7 separate regions of the Mus musculus genome follow, and regions 2, 3, 4, 5, 6 and 7 are each linked to region 1. A link is a contact called in public Hi-C, HiCAR-type and HiChIP or PLAC-seq data. All regions are on one chromosome and are shown on one strand. The core of a region is the stretch at or near the end of the contact, and the rest is flanking DNA. Distances in the headings are between cores, read along the strand shown.

Evidence for each region. A called contact is a pair of places that touch in the nucleus more often than the background predicts. HiCAR-type assays count read pairs that join an accessible place to other places. HiChIP or PLAC-seq counts read pairs in DNA pulled down with a chosen protein or histone mark.
Region 2: a Hi-C map of B cells shows a contact between it and region 1, with 5 read pairs. The contact joins the enhancer-like site here to the promoter of Ppm1d in region 1. A contact is called at or near these places in 2 of 39 promoter capture datasets (the C10 cell line and hippocampal neurons), 1 of 484 Hi-C or Micro-C datasets (B cells), 1 of 115 datasets of contacts at active chromatin or transcription factors (astrocytes) and 1 of 9 other capture datasets (embryonic stem cells).
Region 3: a HiCAR-type map of astrocytes shows a contact between it and region 1, with 2.8 times the contacts expected there. The contact joins the promoter of Dusp14 here to the promoter of Ppm1d in region 1. A contact is called at or near these places in 1 of 39 promoter capture datasets (hippocampal neurons) and 1 of 115 datasets of contacts at active chromatin or transcription factors (astrocytes).
Region 4: a contact with region 1 is called in a HiCAR-type map of astrocytes, with 3 times the contacts expected there. The contact joins the promoter of Med13 here to the promoter of Ppm1d in region 1. A contact is called at or near these places in 7 of 39 promoter capture datasets (3T3-L1-derived adipocytes, frontonasal cranial neural crest, hippocampal neurons and 3 more), 1 of 115 datasets of contacts at active chromatin or transcription factors (astrocytes) and 1 of 9 other capture datasets (adipose tissue).
Region 5: a HiCAR-type map of astrocytes shows a contact between it and region 1, with 3 times the contacts expected there. The contact joins the promoter of Rps6kb1 here to the promoter of Ppm1d in region 1. A contact is called at or near these places in 3 of 39 promoter capture datasets (hippocampal neurons, liver and pre-B cells), 2 of 115 datasets of contacts at active chromatin or transcription factors (astrocytes and embryonic forebrain) and 1 of 9 other capture datasets (liver).
Region 6: an HNF4G HiChIP or PLAC-seq map of pancreatic cancer cells shows a contact between it and region 1. The contact joins the promoter of Tada2a here to the promoter of Ppm1d in region 1. A contact is called at or near these places in 1 of 39 promoter capture datasets (hippocampal neurons), 1 of 484 Hi-C or Micro-C datasets (B cells) and 2 of 115 datasets of contacts at active chromatin or transcription factors (astrocytes and pancreatic cancer cells).
Region 7: a contact with region 1 is called in an H3K27ac HiChIP or PLAC-seq map of cardiomyocytes, with 4 times the contacts expected there. The contact joins the promoter of Rnft1 here to the promoter of Ppm1d in region 1. A contact is called at or near these places in 1 of 39 promoter capture datasets (hippocampal neurons), 1 of 484 Hi-C or Micro-C datasets (CD4 T cells) and 3 of 115 datasets of contacts at active chromatin or transcription factors (astrocytes, cardiomyocytes and pro-B cells).

The regions. Positions count from the first base shown.
Region 1 is chr11:85,309,916-85,312,672 of GRCm38.p6, reverse strand. It overlaps Ppm1d (protein phosphatase 1D magnesium-dependent, delta isoform), which reads right to left and starts at 1,419. Exons shown (of 6, transcript NM_016910.3): 1 at 750-1,419. The coding sequence starts at 1,200.
Region 2 is chr11:86,427,738-86,430,437 of GRCm38.p6, reverse strand. No RefSeq gene overlaps it. Among named protein-coding and RNA genes, the nearest start is that of Gm26439, 8.3 kb to the left of the region's middle. Within about 2 kb of position 1,372, at least 15 of the 459 cell types and tissues checked have an H3K27ac peak or open chromatin away from gene starts, as enhancers often do. A contact at or near this core is called in B cells, where this site is marked.
Region 3 is chr11:84,067,080-84,069,904 of GRCm38.p6, reverse strand. It overlaps Dusp14 (dual specificity phosphatase 14), which reads left to right and starts at 1,548. Exons shown (of 3, transcript NM_019819.3): 1 at 1,548-1,635.
Region 4 is chr11:86,356,331-86,359,030 of GRCm38.p6, reverse strand. It overlaps Med13 (mediator complex subunit 13), which reads left to right and starts at 1,435. Exons shown (of 30, transcript NM_001080931.2): 1 at 1,435-1,571. The coding sequence starts at 1,506.
Region 5 is chr11:86,543,487-86,546,225 of GRCm38.p6, reverse strand. It overlaps Rps6kb1 (ribosomal protein S6 kinase, polypeptide 1), which reads left to right and starts at 1,419. Exons shown (of 15, transcript NM_001114334.2): 1 at 1,419-1,660. The coding sequence starts at 1,520. Tubd1 (tubulin, delta 1) reads right to left here and starts at 1,235. Exons shown (of 9, transcript NM_019756.3): 1 at 996-1,235.
Region 6 is chr11:84,128,123-84,130,822 of GRCm38.p6, reverse strand. Tada2a (transcriptional adaptor 2A) reads left to right here and starts at 1,255. Exons shown (of 16, transcript NM_172562.3): 1 at 1,255-1,286. It also overlaps a transcript of Acaca not described here.
Region 7 is chr11:86,483,268-86,485,967 of GRCm38.p6, reverse strand. It overlaps Rnft1 (ring finger protein, transmembrane 1), which reads right to left and starts at 1,311. Exons shown (of 9, transcript NM_029788.5): 1 at 1,169-1,311.

The sequences.
Region 1 (2,757 bases), core at 170-2,669:
CTTTGATGAGTAGTGACATGAGTGCTTTTCAGTATGAACTTTTGGAAAACTGAATGCAATTCTAAGTATCCCACACACACACACCAAGAAGTTAACACATGCCCCTAACATGGAGCCAATTTAATATTTAACACGTTGCACACCTTTCTCATAAACAATTCAAGGGATTACCCCAAAACACTATCACAAAAGTAAGTTGCCTATGTTACACTTCAGCCCTTCTAAATTGACTTACATCGAGCCAGAGCCATTCAGGTCAATCTGAAGAAGTGACACCACCGGTAGGAGGCAACCAAGAGGAACAAGCCCAACAAGAACAAAATTATGACAGATGCTAAGGGAACGCTCCAATTCTTGCCACCTCCTGCTTCTTTCACCTAGCCCGTGTAGAAACGTTTCTTAAATTTATCCCTCGGTTACAATCTGGCGCCGGCATTCAAACACTTCTGAGCGTGCTGCTACCAAAGTGAATTAGCGAAGGGAGAGGGGAGACTGTTGCCCCCTGATCGTAGGAGGGAGGAGATAATGCAAGGAGCGGTTGCTGGGAGACAAGCCATCCTAGCGTTTCCGAGGCCACTCGGTGTGCCTAGAACTCCAACCATGACAGTCTTCACTCGCATCCCTTGTTGGACAGCGTCGCTTGATGGATAGCGCTCTTGGTACCGGGGAGGCCCACGCGGTGCTGATGCTATAAAAAGCCCAGGGGGATAAGGGGAGAAAAGAAAAAAAGAGGCGGGCGGGGAACTTACCCAGTTTCTTCCACATGGCGAGGTGACAGGCGAGGAAACCTTTGCGGATGGCAGCGCACACCTTGGCGGGCTCGGACGAGGTGAAGCCTTTCTGCTTCTTGATGAAACCCCACAAGTGCTCCCGGGCAAACTGTGCCGCCTCCCGACCGCCGTGCCCGTCGCACACTGCAAAGAAGGCCACCGAAGAGCGGCGGCGACAGCAGCGGCCAGCGGGTAGCGAGGCCGCGGCGTCCGGGGCAGGGTCGCGGGCCGCCGCCGGGCCTTTTTCCGATGGCCCGACGCCGGCGAGAGTGGGGGTCGCCGGCAACCCGAGCGCCCGCCGCGGTACCGGCGCCGGCTTGTCCTCCGCAGCCGGCTCGGGCTCCACCACGATCTGAGTTACGTCCTCCATGTACTTCCTCCCGCCCTGGTCCGAGAAGACGCTCACTCCCAGCGAGTACAGCCCCGCCATGGCCGGCTGCCCGGGATCCCGCCGTTCCCACGCAGCCCGCCGAATTCCGAGGCGGGAGACACACTCGCCGCTCGCCGGCCAACTATTGTTTATCTTCGACGAAGCCGAGAGTGAAGAGGAGGCGGTCCCCGCGGCGGTGGGGGGGGGCGCGTGATGTCGGGACTTGTCCGCGAGAGCTGGGCCGGTCGAGTCGCGGGCGAGAGGAGCCGAGCAGCTGCGCCTGCGCACTGAACTCGCTCCCCGCCCGCCCGCGCCCACCATACAAATCAGACGTTCTTTCCCCCCCTTTCTCCTGATGACGTCACTCGGCTCGCTGAGACAGACCAATCAGGAGTCAAGAAGAGCAAGCTCGCCCCCGCCCTCCTTCCACCCCCGCATCTCTCTGCAACCGCTGATCTCGCTCGGCCCGCCGACCGGGGGAGCGCGCTCCTTGCCCGGTTTGTTTTCTCCAGCCTAGGGCTTCTGTACCCTGGGGGTTTTCCGCTGTTACTAAGCGGCTGAAGCCTCAACCTGTCATCTTTTTTTCCCCTTAAATCCCTAACGTGAGACTTCTGGCTTTTCCCCTTTGGTCCTTTTGCAGAGCCAGTTTTGCCTCCCGCGATTGTGGAAAATTTGCAGAGGTCAAAGGTAGACTTGACCTTCCACTTATTTCAAGCGAAATGGCGCGAAAATGCCCTGCAAAGTCGTTGGTCCGTGCGCTAGACCAGCGTAGCACGCGTGAACTGGCTTGGGTGGGACTTGTCCGGCTGGGAGTTAAGGGAAGCAGTCGGGTTTACTTAAGAAGACTTGGAATTTTCCACCGCCAGTTGCACAGCCCTGTTTTCCGCGATAACGTTAGGTCGGAGACCTGTCGGCGAGTTTAATTCCTAACACTTTACAGCCCTTTTTTTTTTTTAAGTATTTTGCATATTTCTTCCTCTTTTCAGCGTCGTTAATACTTTTTCGGACTCGTCTTGAATACAGCTATTACTGCAGAATCTAAGTTACCGTTTGGAAAAGGAGCATACAACAGGATCTCCATGCCCTAAAGACACGGTTATTTCCCTCCGTTCACAGAAGTTGACAGTCCCAACAACAAAATGAATGCTTTTAGACTGATTTCCACGAAATTGAAATAAGTTCTCGAGTGATCAACTTAATATTTTCTTAGCACCATATTCTTTTGAGGGAGTCAACGTGTTCCTTTATTATTTTCTGTACAGCCTTTGAGATTTCACAAAAAGCGTAATGGAAACTTATTTACAGCAGCATGGGAAATGCAAACAACAAGGAAAGGCTTTATGCTGGCCTGCCTTTCAACAACAGTTTCTATACCTCCCAAGACAATTCCTTTTAAAATTGTCATTAAATATTTATTTCATTTTCATTATGTGTGTATCTCTGTGGATGTTGTGTGGAGTCCCAACCCTCCGCCTACAACTGGAGTTACAGGTGGTTGTGAGCCAGATAGGCGCTCCAAACCAAAAAGCAGTGCAGGCTCTTAACCACTGAGCCATCTCTCCACTCCCCTAAAACAGCATTCTGAAATAACTGGGCCTTAACTTTTTTTAATTACTT
Region 2 (2,700 bases), core at 123-2,622, 1.1 Mb before region 1:
TGTGCACAGCAGCTAAGGTGGGAGCCCAAGGACTAGGCTTTGAGAATACACAGGGCCTTCATTCTATAACACTGCAAGGAGCTTGGCAGCCACTGTGGGCTGCTGCCAAGAATGGTTTTCAAAGTGGGTGATTTGTGGTTACTGAGGGACAGGGAGCTGTCCGTCCGTTAGGGGCCACACTGGTTACTATTCAAACTGGCATTTATTAATTAGTTAATTAATTCAGTCCATATTTTGGGCTAAATTACTTGATAGTTACTGGTATCCGCTCACCATAAATCACATTTTTTTAGATTGAATAACAATATTTAAAATAATAGGATTGTTATAATAATTTGGAAAATTACTAATTCTTTCCCAACAATTCCTTGGTACTTTCAATTTGACTAAGGGATTAGAGAGAGCTTTTATTGCTGTGTGTAGCTCCGGTCCCTTGGCTAAGCTGACTGATTTGATTTGATTTGTTCATATGAGTATAAATATTTTAGAACAAAACCCAATTTAACAAATGAACAAACTTATTAGACTGTGATTACTTTTTTGAATCCTGCGTCTTAAAAGTCACAATAGAAGGTGGATACACACTGTTCTACAGCGAGCCTTTGGGAGCTCTGGCTCCTTTGGTAACTACTGAGTTTAAAGCAAAGAATGGGCTAATGTGAAAAGCAGGGTTTATAATGGGAGTCATTTCATTCTGATAAAGCAAAGCTTTATGAAAACAGATGTAGAATTGCAATGGGAAAATGAGGACGAGAAACATTCCAACTGGATGGGATTTCTGACTGAGATTTGCAGTTCCCTACAGCAGTCAGTGAGTTGGGTGGGCACAGTGAGGTGGTGGGGTCTGGCCTCACAGGCACTGAGCCCAGGTCCAGGCCTTGGCACCATAGATTTAGCATAAAAGCAAGCAAAACCAAGTAGAGAATGAAGAATTTTTCTATTATATAACCACAATTGTATTATTTATGAGCATAAAGTGTGGCTGTGGGTCATATGTATATAAAGTCTGAATACGCGTGTATGCGACAGAAGTCAGCGGCGGGGCAGTGGCTGTCTGCAGGGAGAAGGGACAGGAGAGGGAAGGCTTTTCAAGTTTCCCTGATAAGTAGAAAGGGAAAGTGGGTGGATTTCTTTTGTTATTGTCTTCGAATTTGAAATACTTCATTAGTTGAAAACTTAAAAACACAACACCTAATTCTCGAATTTCCTTTTCTAATGGATCTAAACATTTGCCTCGTGTTGATGTGGAAACATGTTTAAATAAGGCTTCAAGGGCACCAAGGGGGGTTATTTTTAGATATTTAGCATAGCCTAGTAATAATGAAAGTCACAGTTCACTAAGAAAATAGCACCTCCACCCCTTGCAAGGACAAGCTTGCTTCTGGCTGCTTTGACAGACAGTAACAATTCAGGGAGGTTGCTTCCTGCAGTCCCATCTAACAGATGGCCAGGTGAGCTGCAGATTCCAGCCCATGCCTAGTGATAAAATATGCTAAGTGAAGACTCAGACTTTCAAATGTCAGATTTAATATTCCAAAGATCATTTCTCATGCGATAGTTTTCTTTTTCCCGAGAACTATCTCTACACTTTAATATGTTTACTTGAGGAAATCTGAAAATATGGGCAGAGAAAAAGGAGCGGGTTTTTTTTTTTAACTGCCTCTACTTCTGCTGGCGCTGAGAGCTGATGGAGAGAGCAGCCTTTGATAGTAGCCCTTCGTATGTTTCCATGCATAAATTTGTGTGAACTTTCAAATGCTTTGGGAAGCATCCATGTTAAGAATTTCGCTATTAGTGCTGCGTGTGACACATAGTATAGAATAAATTACAAGCTTGGCTTTTTTTTTTTTTCATTTTTGTCTATATGTATTGTTTAAAGTCTCAACTGGGGAAAATGTTAAAAACATGTGTAATGTAGGATGTAGAAGATAAGCTTTCTATTTATTTAATGTTTATTTGTTTTTGGCTTTTCATTCTGTTTCTTTGAGACAGAATCTCATTATATAACCCAAGTTAGGCTCAAACTGGCTATCTTCCTGCCTCAGCCTCCTCTTTGTGCTGGGATTTTGGCCATGCATCACCAGGCTTACCCTCAGGTAGACTGTTTGAAATACTTTTTACTAACATGTGTGTTTACCTGCATGTATGTCTGTGTGTGCCTGGAACCATGCATCCTATAGCCGCCAAAGAGGGTGTTGAGTCCCCTTGGACTGGAGTTATAAATGGTTATGAGTCATCATGTGTGTGCTGGGAATTGAACCTCTGAACCATGCCTTTAATTAAAAAAAAAAAAAAATCACATGGGGCCGGAGAGATGGCTCAGTAATTAAGAGCACTGACTGTTTTTCCAGAGGTCCTGAGTTCAATTCCCAGCAACCACATGGTGGCTCACAAGCATCTGTAGTGGAATCTGATTCCCTCTTCTGATGTGCATGAAAAACATAGCACTCATACACATAAAATGAATAAATGAAAATTAAAAGAAGAAAATAATAACGTGTTCATTGCATTGATATTTAACACCAAGGCCAGCTAGGCAGTTATTACATTAATTTTACCAGCACACTGTAAGACCAGTAACGATCTTACTAACCTGTTATGGATAGTGTCGTGGCTTTCAAAGCACAGTAGGGCTCTATTTTTCTTTTTTTAAAGATTTATTTATTTATTAGTGTATGTAAATACACTGTCGCTGTCTTC
Region 3 (2,825 bases), core at 299-2,798, 1.2 Mb after region 1:
TACTTAGGAAGTAGCAACAACAATAACAATATGGTTGGGGGTGGTCACTGCGTTAAAGGGTGGCAGCACGGGTGTGTGTGTGTGTGTGTGTGAGAGAGAAGCACTGTAGAGGGACATGCAGAAATACAAACAGCATTCAATCACTTCCAGTAGAGATTTTGCTATTTTTACATTAGGGATGTCAAAAGCAGGTCATGAAATAAACTGCCGGAATGATAATAGTACCAGAAAGATATATTCCCATGCAGTTTGAACTCGGTGCTTTAACCTAATCTTAGTCTCCTTGTGTTCTTCATGAAATGGTTAATTTTGCCTAATTTTAAAGCTCTCATGCTTTTTAATGGCATCAAATCTCTTCAGTCTAGGCCATTTTAGCTTTCCCTGTATTATCACTAAAATGCCTCTGCTGTTATATTTTCGTCTGGGAAACAGACAAAAACTTCTAGATATTGCAGCACCCACAAAAAGACTGAATCCAGTTGGCCAATGGAGATTAAAAAAAGAAAGAAAGTAAAACAAAAACCTCCAGGTTTTACTTGAAGATGCTAGAAACTGTTAAGTAAGCCCTAAGTGCGGCGTGCTCCTCCTCTGTCCCCTCCCCCAAATCCAAGAATACTAGTTTGACTTCAGCAGTTCTGATGTCAGCGATTTGCTACAGCGAGGGCATTGCTTGGGTGAGCACAGGACCAACCGAGCGCCAAGTCAGGACTCCTGGAGTCTGACTCACTGCAGAGGCTGGAGGAAGTCGTTCCTACCGCCCCTGTATCGCCCCTCAGTTTTGCGAAGAGAAGAGTAGGGTGGCGCTAAAGTCAGTTTGCATCCATTCATTTCAGGTGAGAAAACCTAAAGAGGACAGAAAGAGAGGAAAGAGAGAGGGAGAGAGCGAGAGAGCTAGTTGAGAGCAAAGAAATTTCAAGGGTTCCACAAGTCAGCCTCGTTGTACCTAGGAGTGTGGGTACTGTCAATGCATCAGAGGTTTAGGGGTCTTTAACTCCTTTGGAGTTTCCCCAGTTACTTCCCTCACCTGTCAATCAAAATCCACCCAGCAGTTGACGGAAGAATTAGGGCGTGGTGGTTTATACCTTTAATCCCAGCTTTAGGGAGATAAAGGCAGAGGCAGGCGAGTCTCTGTGAGTTCCAGGCCAACCTGGTCTACATAGTGAGACCTTGCCTCAACAAACAAGCAAAAAAGAGTGGCTTTGCCTTCCCCCTTGGGTCCGCACCTGGGGCTGTCTCGCCCGGGGGAGGAGGAGGGGGTGGCTGAGAGGCGGTGATTAGTCACTGGCTGCGGCGCTCACACCTTTTATTCTGTCTCTTCCCGCAGTTGCCTCTCTGCATTTGGACAGATTCTTCGAACGCCAGCTCAGAAGCTGGGCCGGAGGACAACGCGGCTTCAAGGAGCAGGGGTCTGCGAGTAAGTCCAGGTGAGTAGGAACCGGGGCCAGGAGGACCTGCCCGCGCCGCAGCGCGCACGCGCGGCGCCCGGAACCCACGCTCGTCCCCGCTGCGGGCCCGCGCTCGGAAGAGGGCGGCAGCGCGCAGGGAGCGGGAGGCGCGCGAGGCCGGCGGGCAGAAGCCGCGAGCCTCGCAGCAGCACGGACCCGAGAGCCGCCGCTGCCGCCACCGGCACACTCGGTACGGGGTGCGGGGGAGAGCCAGAGGGGCCCGGGCGCATGCGACCCTCGGCTCTGCAAACTTTGTGCGGGTGCTCGGCGACCTCGGGGCGCGGGGCGGGAGAGGCTGGGATCCCCGAACCCAAGCCGGCAGGCGTCAGCATGCACCCCGCGACCGGCCCCGCCACCCCCTGGAAACACTTGGCTTTCTGCTATGCCAAGAACTCAACTTGAGCGTCTCTCCTCGGTGTTAGATTGGTGTGCACCATGCTCACATCTGACTCTTATTTCTCCTAAGTATCCTTGCTCTGGAGCGAAGTTGAATTGTACTGGGCTTGGGGTAGGGAAGGGAGCCGAGTGGTGTAGCCGCCTTAGGATTGTATAACTACCTTCTATTGAAGTGGATGTTGCCAGTGGCATCGGCTAATGTTATGGTAACTGGGCATCTTAGAGGCAAGAGAAGGCGGGGTGTTTTACCAGTAGTCTCCCGGTCTAATAATACTAAAAACAATACCTCATACTTTCCACTCAGGAGAGCCCCACGGCATTTGGTTTACGTTCTCTGGGTAGTTTTCAGTGAAGTTTCTAAGAGGTAGGTGGAGAGCTGTGCTTTCCCGATTTGTAGATGTAAAAAACGGAGGCAAGGATTCGGATTCTTAACTGACTTTAATGAAATGTGGACCAAGAGTTTTAACGCAGTTTCCTGCAGTTCTTGCTCCAAAAAGTACCAACTTTGAAGTTTAATGGGATACCAGAACATCCTCCCTGAGGACAATGAAAGGTCAGAGAGGCCAAGGGACAGTGGTCTGCAGCCGCAGGCCTCAGCTACAAAGCCGGGTCCCTCCAACAAGATGCAACTCTTTGGGTGTTGTATGTATTCTTTGCAAAGTTGTGTTTAGGGCTGCAATTTGCTGTTGTCTTTTGTGGACTCATAAAGGGCATTTAGTCTCGGTTTCCTTGAGAAACAGAGGAGTGAGGCACCCCCAGAGTGAGGCACCACTTCTTCCTTGCTGGAGACACCTTAAGAATTCCCATGAGGTCAGACGAGGGCCGAGAGTTCCCGGGAGGAGGGAGGAAGGAGCCCTGCACAGGCGGCTTGACACATGGGCCCCACTCCTGCCTCCAGCTCTGACTCACCTACTGACGCTTGGGGGAGGAGAATAGCTGCTTGGTATTTTTGGCTTTCCCCCATAAAACGGGAGACAGTTGGCT
Region 4 (2,700 bases), core at 186-2,685, 1.0 Mb before region 1:
ACCACAGAAAGGAAGGATGGAAGTATAGTAATGCATGCCTTACACTGCTTATCGGGCGCAGGCACGAGGCTAGTGCTCAGGTTGTATTCATGCATCATATAACAAACATAACATTTGTTTTCCTCATTTTACAGATGAGGAAACTGAGTCACAAAGAGGTAAAAGACTGGCTCCAGCTTCGAATCCTGAACAGCAGGACTTTATTTCTAGTTCATTAACCACAAGACCATATCGTTTCATTTTTTTTACCTCTTTATTATAACTTAAAAAGAGAGGGCGAGGCTGGTGTCTATCCAGCTCTCATTCTTTAGCCCTAGAGTTCTGCGATGTACCCCGGCGGCCTTATGGAGTGAATGAGAATGCATTGGAACGTCTTTCTTTTTCTTTTCTTTTTTCTTTTTCTCTCTCTCTCTCTCTTTTTTTTTTTTTTTTGCCAACTTTCTCTTCCAAAGAATTTGAACTGATTTCCAAGTAATTCTCGATTTTGAAGTGAACCTTCCTGCGCTGCTGCACTTTCCCCAGCCAGCAGAAAGCTAGGGCCAAGACTCGGGTCATCTTAACCGGGGCATCCAGCAGATGGCGCCATGTTAGTAGCCACCAGCTGGCCGCCCGGTCCCCGGGGCTCCGAAAGCTTCCCTGCCCTCCCTCACCGCCTTCTCTCTCCCCCCTCCCTACGGAGCCCGGCCCACGTGACCTCGCGGCGGCCAATGGGCGAGCAGAGAGGGCGAGCTGGTCCCTGTGGCCGCCATTAAAGCGAAGGGAAAACCCGTGAATTCGGATTAAAGGGGGAAAAACACCGCCCGCTGGGCCCACAAAATGGGGGAGACTACGGCGTCCAGGCGGTGAGGCGGCAGGAGAGCAGACGTTAGGCAGGCTTGGCCCAGGGACAACACGAGGACACAGCCGGAGAATGGACTGAGCCCACAGACGCCGCCACCACCTCCGCCGCTGAGGAGACTCTGGGCTTAAGGACATCGCCGCTGCCGGGCCGGGGGCCCGGGGTGCTCTGCCGGTCCTCGCCCTTCCCGCCCCTCCGCGGGCGTCCCCGGGCCGCGGAGAACCCTCCCGGGCTTCTGGGCTCGGCCCGCTCGGACTCGGGCTCTGACTATTTATCGTGTACCTGATTGTTATTATTATTTTTTTGTTTTTCGTTTTTTTTTCTCTTTTCTTCTTTTAAATCTTTTTTTATTTTTCTGGTGGAAGGGACAGACATCCCTTCCCCTCCTCTCCGGAGAGGGACGCGCGTCCGCGGGCTCCGCAGTCCCGGCGGCCGGCCGAGCGCGGCGCGGCCCTCCCGCCTGCGGCCTCGGCCCCGGGCGGCTGGGTGCCTCCGGGCGGCGGGGGCCGCGGCGGCGCCGGGGGGCGGCGGGGAGGGCGGGCGGCCCGGCGGCCTCCTCCCCACCGCCCCCCGCCCTCCCCGGTGTCTGTGTTTCTCTCTCTGGTCGGAGGCGGCGGTAATGGCGGATGGTGGGTTGTGGCGCCGGCGGCGGCTGCTGTGAGGGACGATGAGTTCCTCCTTCGTGTCGAACGGGGCCAGCCTGGAAGATTGTCACTGTAACCTCTTCTGCCTGGTGAGTGCGGGGGCCGCGGGCGGTGGGGGAGGGGGCCGCGCCGTGCGCCCTTGGGCCGTGGGGGAGGGGGTCTGGGTCGCATCCAGATGCCGGTGTCCCCCGGCTAGGCCCCGCCGGAGTCGGCCTCCTCCGAGGCTCTGCGGCCGCCCCGGGAGGCAGCGTCCGCTCACCTACCGACCGGGGCTCTGCTGGGAAGAGGCTTGTCTTTCCCCCCACCCCCTCGGTCTTTCTCCTCCTCCTGTCTTGTTTTGGACTCTTTTCCCCATCCTAGTCTTTTCCTTAACTTGGGCTGCTTATCTGCCCGGATAGTAATATTTTCTTGTGTGCTTCTTGCTTCCCCGCCTCCCCGCCCCCCGCCCCTTGTATCGAACAGTGTATCCCTTTTCCACACTTTCCACGATTGCCCCTGCTCGACTGCCTTTAAGCTCGCTTTTCCCTTGTAAGTGGGCTTCTCTTAAACAGGACCCCCCCAAAAACTTACGTATTAAAACCCTCTTCGTTTTGTAAGTTAAACTAATACAGGGGTAGTGTCCTTATGGGTGACTTCAGATCTTTGTGTAAAAACAGTGTGTGCCGGTTCATATGTTTTCTTTTTAAACTTTGAAAACATTTTGCCATTTTGACAATTTCTAGCCATCTTGCTTTTATTAGAACATTATGTTTTTGTGAGAGTGGAGGGGCAAGTGGAGGAGGTACTGTGGTTTCGCACTAAACGTTCTATATTTGTCTGTTTTGCTTACGTTTTAAGAATGTTTTGAGCTGGCTGTTCCTTTTATTGAACTGAAAAGTCTGGGGCAGCTGGAATTAGGGATGTTCTAGTACGTGTATGTAGGTCGGCCCAAATCGGATAACACTCAAGAGTTAAGACTTTTGTCAAAAGTACCAACTGTTGCAAATATCTAGTCCTGAATTAAACGATAGCCGAGCTTCCTGAATGACTAAGTTAGAGTGACTTTTTTCATTTTTCGTGTGCTCTGAGAAATATTAAGTCTATCATAGGTAAGTGAATTAAGTGGGTGGAGCATAACTAGTTGGCAAGCATAAACTGCCAGTCATGTATCAGCAGTTTCATTTTTGGCACCTTATGCTTTCTGTCACTAAGTTAGAATAAGGAATTACTGAATTTCCT
Region 5 (2,739 bases), core at 170-2,669, 1.2 Mb before region 1:
GAGCTGGATGCCCTCATCTCCTGTGCATTTGCATAAGTGCTCACATTCACACACATGTGCATATATACTCACACACATAAATAATCTAAAGGAAATATGATCCTGAAGGAATTCTTTGTATACATTTCACACTACATGGACATCAGAAGTTAGCTCAACAATAGAACATTCAATAACATTAATTTTCTGTTTTCTCACCAACCGTCTTCTGGCCCGGAAAGCACAGTTAAGATCAATAAGCCCAGTCATGGTGGCTATACCTTTAATTCCAGTACTCAAGAGACAGAGGTAGGCAGATCTCTGAGTTTGAGGACACAGAGAGTTCCAGGACAGCCAGGGCCACATAAAGAAATCCTGTCTCTGAAAACCAAAAACCAAACCAACTAGCATAAAGTTGGATCCAGGCATAGTGGTGCAAGCCTTTCAACCCAACAACACTTGGGAGGCTGAGGCAGACCGATCTCTGTGAGTTTGCACCTACACAGTGCGTTCCAGGACAGCCAGAGCTACATAGCGAGATCGTGTCTCGGAAAGAAAAGAAAGAAAAACAAAGTTGGAGCTTAGAGAAAGACCAGATAAAATATGAAACTAAATCTTTATTATTTTTAAACGACGTTGTTTGTTTTTAGACAACATCTCTCTATGTAGCCCAGTTACGCCTGAAACTGTCTAATTAGTCTGGGCTGACTTGAAACACATGATCCTTCTGCCTCAGCCTCTCGGAGAACAGGGACTATTTTAAAAAGAGTATTTTTGATAAGTGCTTCACATCAAGTCTATGTAGCCCCGGAAAGGAGCAGAGGCTTGTGAACCAGATTTTCAACTTAACGTCTAAGACTGCATTGTAGGTAATTCTATTCTCACTTTACAGTTAAGGAAATTGAGTTACCGAAGGGTTATGTAACTTTTCCAAGCCACTGAATTAGCAAATAGCAAAGACAAGAGTCTCTCTTTGCCTTTCTTCCCTATCAGCTCCCCGGTAACCCCACACTCACTGACAGCTCTGCGACCGGCAGTTTCAGTTCGGTTCAAACTTCAGAAGACCAACCCTCTCACTACGCGCATGCTCACTTTCAATACTTTAAAAAAAAAAACTACTTAGAACAAATAAATGCGCTCGCTCCTTATGCGAAGAGCTCTGCTGAGGGCTTGTCTTTTTTCGACCCTCGTTTCCCTTCTTCTATTTAGGAAGGCTAATCACGCATGTTCAATTTCAATTTATCAACTTCAGATATGGTACGCATGCTCCGTGTCCGGCAAACGCCTTAGACAGAAACGCGCAAGCTGTACTTTCCCGGCTTGGCTTCGGACGGTGTTCTGCGCATGCTCCTGCCAGTACCTGGCCCCGGGAGCTAATGCTACGCATGTCCGCTGCCCACTGTATGGCTTCAGAAGACTTTGTACGCATGCGCCGGAGCTGAACTTGAGGAGCCAGTCTGGGGCCTAGGCGCAGACGCATTGAGCTTAAGCAGCCGGTGATGGCGGCAGCAGCCGTGGAGTCTGCGGCGGGTCCGGGCCCATGAGGCGACGACGGAGGCGGGACGGCTTTTACCTAGCGCCTGACTTCCGACACAGGGAAGCTGAGGACATGGCAGGAGTGTTTGACATAGACCTGGACCAGCCAGAAGATGCAGGCTCTGAGGATGAGCTGGAGGAGGGGGTGAGGCCCGGGGTCCCCGGGGTATGGGCGGCGGGGTGGGGGGGCAGCGGCGAGGTGACAGGGCCGGGGTGGCGGCGTGGGCCCGGGAAGCCTGGTGTGCCCGAGGGCGTGGAGACCCGGGGGGGACGCGAGCGGTCTCCGGGAGGAGCTGAGGCGCCGCGCGGCCGAGTCGGGGAGCGGGCGGGCGGGCGGACGGACCTGGCCCTAGGTGTGAGGCCTCTGCGGGGCGCGCAGGTGCAGGGCTCGCCCTGATCCCTAGCTGAGCGCTGCCCCGGAGCAATGTGTTTCTGGAGCGCCGAGGAGAAAAGGCGCGCGGTCGGCTTCTGGAGCTGTGGGGCTTGAGTGCGGCCCGGGTGGTGTGAGCGTGTGCTGGGGGTGGGGAGGGCCGATCTTGTTGGGGTGTCCCCCTTAGTGCAGGTGAGATGCGGAAGGGTTTCCCTGTGGAGTGTAAGATTGCAAGCCTTAAATCTTCAGACTCCCCACAACCACCTCTCTTCTCGGCCTGTCGCTTCTCTCCTAGGAAGCGCTCAGCTGTTAGAAGTGACAGCTGAAAACTTCTGTCGGGAGTAGCACTGCTGTGACAGCCACCAGGAGTTTTATTTCGGGAGCAAGGGGGCTCTGCTGCATCTTCCAGGGTTTGTTTGTTTGCCTTTTATTTTTAACCCCCCTTCCGTGTGACTTTTTAAAGGAAAAAAAAACCCCCATTCATAACGACACACGGCATTTGTAAGTTAATTCCCTTCAAGTTGAAGATGTCTATATTTTTTTTTCAGAATAATTTATGTAATTGTAGGGTGGGAAAAAAAGCGTTGACAGCTGTGATTTGTCTCGCCAAAAATAAATTGCTTGAACCGAGACTTGTGAATAGTGGTGTGAGGGTTTTCCTTGCTGAAGTTTAAATTTAGAGTCGCTTTTCTAGTGCACATCTTGGCTTTACCTTTGCTGTCCTAGTAGTTTGTTATTTATGTATACCATTTTTTCTACAGTAATACTTACTGAAACGTACATATTTTACACCAAGGGTTAAAAAAATACATCAAACTAAATAACCAATCTTGGACAAATGTCATCAGTAATAA
Region 6 (2,700 bases), core at 6-2,505, 1.2 Mb after region 1:
TCACTACCAAATTCTCAGCACCCAGGGAAGTGGCTGTTCGTTGTGCTTTTGTGAAATGAATGGATTTGGAGAGTCAGTAAATGTGAAGTACTCTATAGCATCAACTGTTTATTTAACGTGGTGGGGATGACTTTCACATGTGAATTTTTAATGTTTTTTCTTTACTACTCTTTTTTTTTTTGAGACAGATCTCTTACTCTGTAGCCCAGATTGATCTCAATCTCAAAGCAATTGTCCTGCACTCTCCAAGTGTTGAGATCACAGATGTGAGCCACTAATTGCACCCAGCTGCAGATTTTATTTTTATTTTAACAATAGACTTATATTACCTGTGTACCAAAAAACAAATCAAGATGCCACACGGGCAGATATCGTATAAATGAATTCCAACAGAAATTGGGCAAATCTATGAAACAGATTTTTAAATAGATATACAGCATAATAGTTAAGATCAAGCCATGGGTTGGAATAGAGCTCTTCCCCAACACTTGGTAGCACTGTGATCCTAAGTTATATATTTCAATGCTGGACCATGAGGACAGTAACAGTGCCTCCCTCAGAAAGTTGTTTTAGACGAACCCTTATGTGTAACCCGCTTTGTACAATGCCTGGCATGCAGTATTGAAGGACTCCACAAATGGAAGCTCTTATAAGAATCTATACTATTAGTAATAAGAGATGTTGGGACATACCTAGCCCTCAAGAGTGACATCAGAGTGGACCACCACATCATCACTGCGTTTCCATGTGGGCCTCTGAAGCCCAGGCAGGGGATGGGTCTTTCCAGAGAAGGCAATTTCGACGTCCCAGAAGCATCAGAATAAAAAGGACCCTCTTCACCCCTCAAGTCATTCAGTCCGGGTAATCCATGAGTGGCATGATGCGCCCGGGGCTCGTCATCCTCCAGTCCAGAGCCTGGGCAGCCTCAGTTTCTTTGCTTGCAAAAGAATTGGAATGGGACTGTTAAGAAAAAAATCTAGACTGAAACAGCGGAAGCCGCCTTAGCACATGCCACCGGGCCGCTTGTGGCGACGGAGAAAGTGACAGCAGGTCAGACTTCAGAGCCCACCGACTAGCAGCCAGGTACCACGCTCCCCATCCCGGGGCGGCGCCACCGGGACCCGCCCGCTGCCAGACTGGAGGAGGCGGGACCGCCTCGGCGTGCTCGCGGCACGGGACCGCGCACGTGAGTCGAGGCCGCGCACGCAGGCCGCGGCGCGCACGCAGAGTCTGCACAGCGCGCGCAGCGGCGGGCTCTTCGGCGCCGAGGTGCGGGACGTGGCGAGGTGAGGCGCGGGGCCGAGCGGCGGGAGCGAGGGCACGCGGGGTCACGAGGTGCCGGCTGGCGCGGCGGGGCCACGCGGCGGGGGAGGTTGGCGCGGCCGGGCGAGTCCCGAGCCCCTCCCCCCGGCGGCTGGCGGTGCCGCAGCTCCGTATTCCCGGCTGGGCGGTGGAGCACGGCCCCGGCCCACCTGACCCGCCGAACCCCCACGTGGGTCTCCGCGCCCCAGTGTTTAGCACTGTTTTGCGGTCGAGGCCCGGCTACAGTGACCTGCCCAAGACCGTGCAGCTCTAAGGATGTTAACTGCACAACTGCCAAGCCCGCGGCTCCCCTGTGCTCATGGGATCCTGCCCCTCCATGCCTTCCCTGATCCCTCTTGTAATTAATTTAAATGTAGCCCATCTCTCAAGGATGTTAGTGTCACTGCGTGGTCTTCTAAGGAAGGAGAGGAAGGAGGATTTTGCTTTCTGCAGCATTGTGCTTTGCAATGTGAAGTGTTTGTCAGAACGTACTGTAGAATCTTTGCCACTGTAAAGGTCTTGATAGAGCCCTGCTGTTCACCAGGCTGTAAAAACATTGTGCAAATACCCCAATCTTTAGCGCTTCATTTTCTTGGGGAAAACAGCCTATGTCAGGAGATTGTTAGGATTCCAAGATATAGTCCCCGTACTAAGATTACATTTAGTACCTGACATATGCCTTTGTTAATTTTTTTTTTAATTAATTTTTTTTTTTAGTCAGCCTCATGTATCTTGGGCTAACCTTGAACTTAATGTAGCCAAGAGTTTCCATGAACTGATCGTACTGTCTGTACCTCTGGAGTACTGGGTTTGTTTGCTCAATGGATGCTGGAGTGTGAATATAAAGCATCCTTGCTAAAACACCCTACAACTGAACTACTGAGCCACAACGTTCTTCAAAGATCATTTTTCTTGGAAATAGAGTAAAAACTCACCCCTACCCAAAATAGCCTAAAGTTTGACCCTCAGCCTTCTTATCTAAGCATTGCATATACTTTGTATGTCAGTCCCCAAGCTAAAAATGTCAACGTGAAAAACCTATTTTGGTTGGAGAGATGGCTCAGCGGTTAAGAGCACTGGCTGCGCTTCCAGAGGTTCCGAGTTCAAATCCCAGCAACCACACGGTGGCTCACAGCCATCTGTAATGGGATCTGATGCCTTCTGGTGGGTCTAAGGACAGCTACAATGTACTCATATAAATAAAATAAATAAATCTTTAAAAACAAAAGGGGGGGGGGCTGGAGAGATGGCTCAGAGGTTAAGACCACTGACTGCTCTTCAGAAGGTCCTGAGTTCAATTCCCAGCAACCACGTGGTGGCTCACGACCATCCGTAGCAAGCGCCCTCTTCTGGAGTGTCTGAAGGCAGCTACAGTGTACTTACAGATAATAAATAAAT
Region 7 (2,700 bases), core at 62-2,561, 1.2 Mb before region 1:
TTGACAGTCACAGACAAGTTTCAGGTCCTTCAATCTTTGCAACTGTCAAAGCTCTGCTGCCCTGCCCCACTCCAACCTCGAAGTCCAACTTGGCAAACCAAGAGTTTTGAACCAGGGGCTACTTAAAGTACAAAGCACTGCAGATGTCTTGATTTTTCAAATGTGCCAAAAGACATCAGCAAAGAGTCAAAGGGGTGCCCAGCAGATACCACAGTGAATAGCAGCACTAATGCTGAATAAGTTGGCTCATGTACTCTGAGGCAGAGTCCACATCAGGAAGTTTGCTAAGGGTGGGTGAGATGGCTGGGTAAGTCAAGACCTTTAATTTGAGTTAAATCCCCTAAACTCATATGGTGGAAGCAATGAACTGACTCCCACAAGTCCTCTGACACACACACTAAATAAATACAATAGATTTTTTTTTACAGATTCATTAATGTTTAGAAGGAAAAAAATCAGTGCCTTAATTAAGCATCAACAAAGATAATAAACACTTCATTTTATGCTGAAACAGCTTCCACAAAGCTAATAAGGTTTTCAGTAATTAATGGTGCCACCGAGAATATTGCTTCTCCTTCCAAAAGAATGTTAGTCAAATGCCTTTGAAAGAGGACCCTTAGGGGGAGTCATCACGTAATTGCTAAGTGATGCTTTAGTCTAAATAAGGAGTTAGCCTCCCGAATAAAAATGCCACCATCGGCTTGGTTAGGGGTGTCAGAAGAGAGGCTGTGGGCAGGGCAAGATCCCTACGTGATCCAGTGTGGATCTCGGACCAGGGTGCCAGAATCGTGCTGTCGCCCGACGAAACGCAGAGCCCACCGCCGGGCCTCTCCCGTTTCCCCCGCGATGGAGCTAGCTGCGGCGGAGGCTGGCTGGCTGAAACCGTGCAGTTACTGTGTGACGTTTCGAAGAGGCTCGGAAGCCACAGCGGCTCTATCGCCTCACTCTCTGAAGAGCGACTTGGGACAGGACAGTTTGTGTCTCTGCTATTAAAAAAGAAACACAAAACCTGCCCTCCTTCATACATAAACAAGAAAAGGGGAAAGGGAGAAAGAAAAGTCAACGCCAACTCTTCCGGAATCCGCGAGGACAGAGTTCTCCACCCACGTCCGAGCTTCGGCTCTTCTCCCCGGAAACCCTCCGCCTCACCCCCTTCCCCAGGCCTGACCTCTCATGACCAGGAGCGGGCGGCCTCGGCAGCCACAATACCAACAGCCCGACACGCGGCCGCAAGCCCTTCTCGCCAAGCCTTCAGCCTCGGACGCCACCAGCAGCGCTCGGCCTGGCCCCGCGGCGGCGCGCGCGCTCCCTAGACGTCGTCACGCGCGGCCCGCCTTCGCCGGGCCACGCCCTCGCCCAGTGGAAGAAGGAGCCTCTAGGCCCCGCCCCGCGCTCATCCCGGCCCCGCCCTTCCCAGCAGAGAAGGGAACCTTTAGGCCCTGTCCCGAGTCCCTAGCCCCGCCTTCACTGGGAGGAGGAGGAGGAGGGCGCATCTAGGCCCCGCCCTGAACATCGTAGACCCGCCCTGTCGCCCTGTGGCCCTGTTGGTGATGTTATACGAGTGGCGTAGTGGCGGACGTGTGTGCTAATTAAGTCTGCGTGGCTGTCACGTCTTGCGTGTATTAGTGATCAGTCACACGCTTCGGAGTCCTTCAGTACTTGAGGTTGAAAATGGGTAGGTCCAGGAACCTGCTCGGCAGCGGGCTGCGTACCGGGAGCCGCGATCTGGCTTCCGGCTGCGTGTTGCTAGCTACGCCAGACCCGCTGGGCTGCCTGGGCAGAGAGGTTGTGTGACCTGGATTCGGGTTCCAAGCCTGAAGTTGAACAGTGTGCCCTAGTTCGTGCCAGAACCGGGTGCCAGAACTGGATATCAGACGCGCCAGGAAGTTTGTGAGGCCCTGGAAGTAGATTTAGAAAACCCCGTGTTGGCGAGCAGGGAACTCGACTTCTAAAATAAAGGCTACTAAAGGGGAAAAAAGATACTACAAGGAAAAAAAAAAAAAACACAGTTCTGGAAAATCTAGGACATCATATGTATAACAGGATTCCTATGATTCTTGAAATTAAGTATTTCATCGGAGGCTGACGTGACTAGGCAAAAGTCTGGCGTTTTGCACACACTTGGCTTTTTGCAGAGACACTTCTGAGTTACGTGTCCAGTAATTTTGTCTTTCTACCTGACTTAAACCTTTCAAATACCTTGTCAAAATCTCCTTAGCCATGAAATTTTGTCTTCCTTTCATAGTAGTATAACTGAATCTACTGGTTTTAGCCTCAGCCCTTCATTCATCTTGAGACTATTCTTAAATTTCTCTCAAGTCAAAAAGCACTTTAAAAAATCCCAATGCTCTTTTGGATCTGCTTCTCTCTGTGACCAGCACATTAGCACTCTCTTTTTTTAAGACTTGGTCCCAAGTAGAACAGGCCTATTTGTGCCTGTGCGTGATGGTGACAGGTAGTGCCTGAACTGGTACGACAGAGGACACTTTTGGGAAATTTTCTCTCCTACCTTTATTTGGGTTCCAGGGAGCCAACTGAGACTGCAAATTTTGTGCACAGCAGAGATCCTATGTGAGTAGTTTTATTTTAAACTAAAATGAACGTATGATAAGCATTAGTGGCTCATGATTGTAATCCTAGAATTTTGAAGACTAAGACAGAAAGATGCTGTGAGTTCCAGGCCAATCTATGATACAGAGT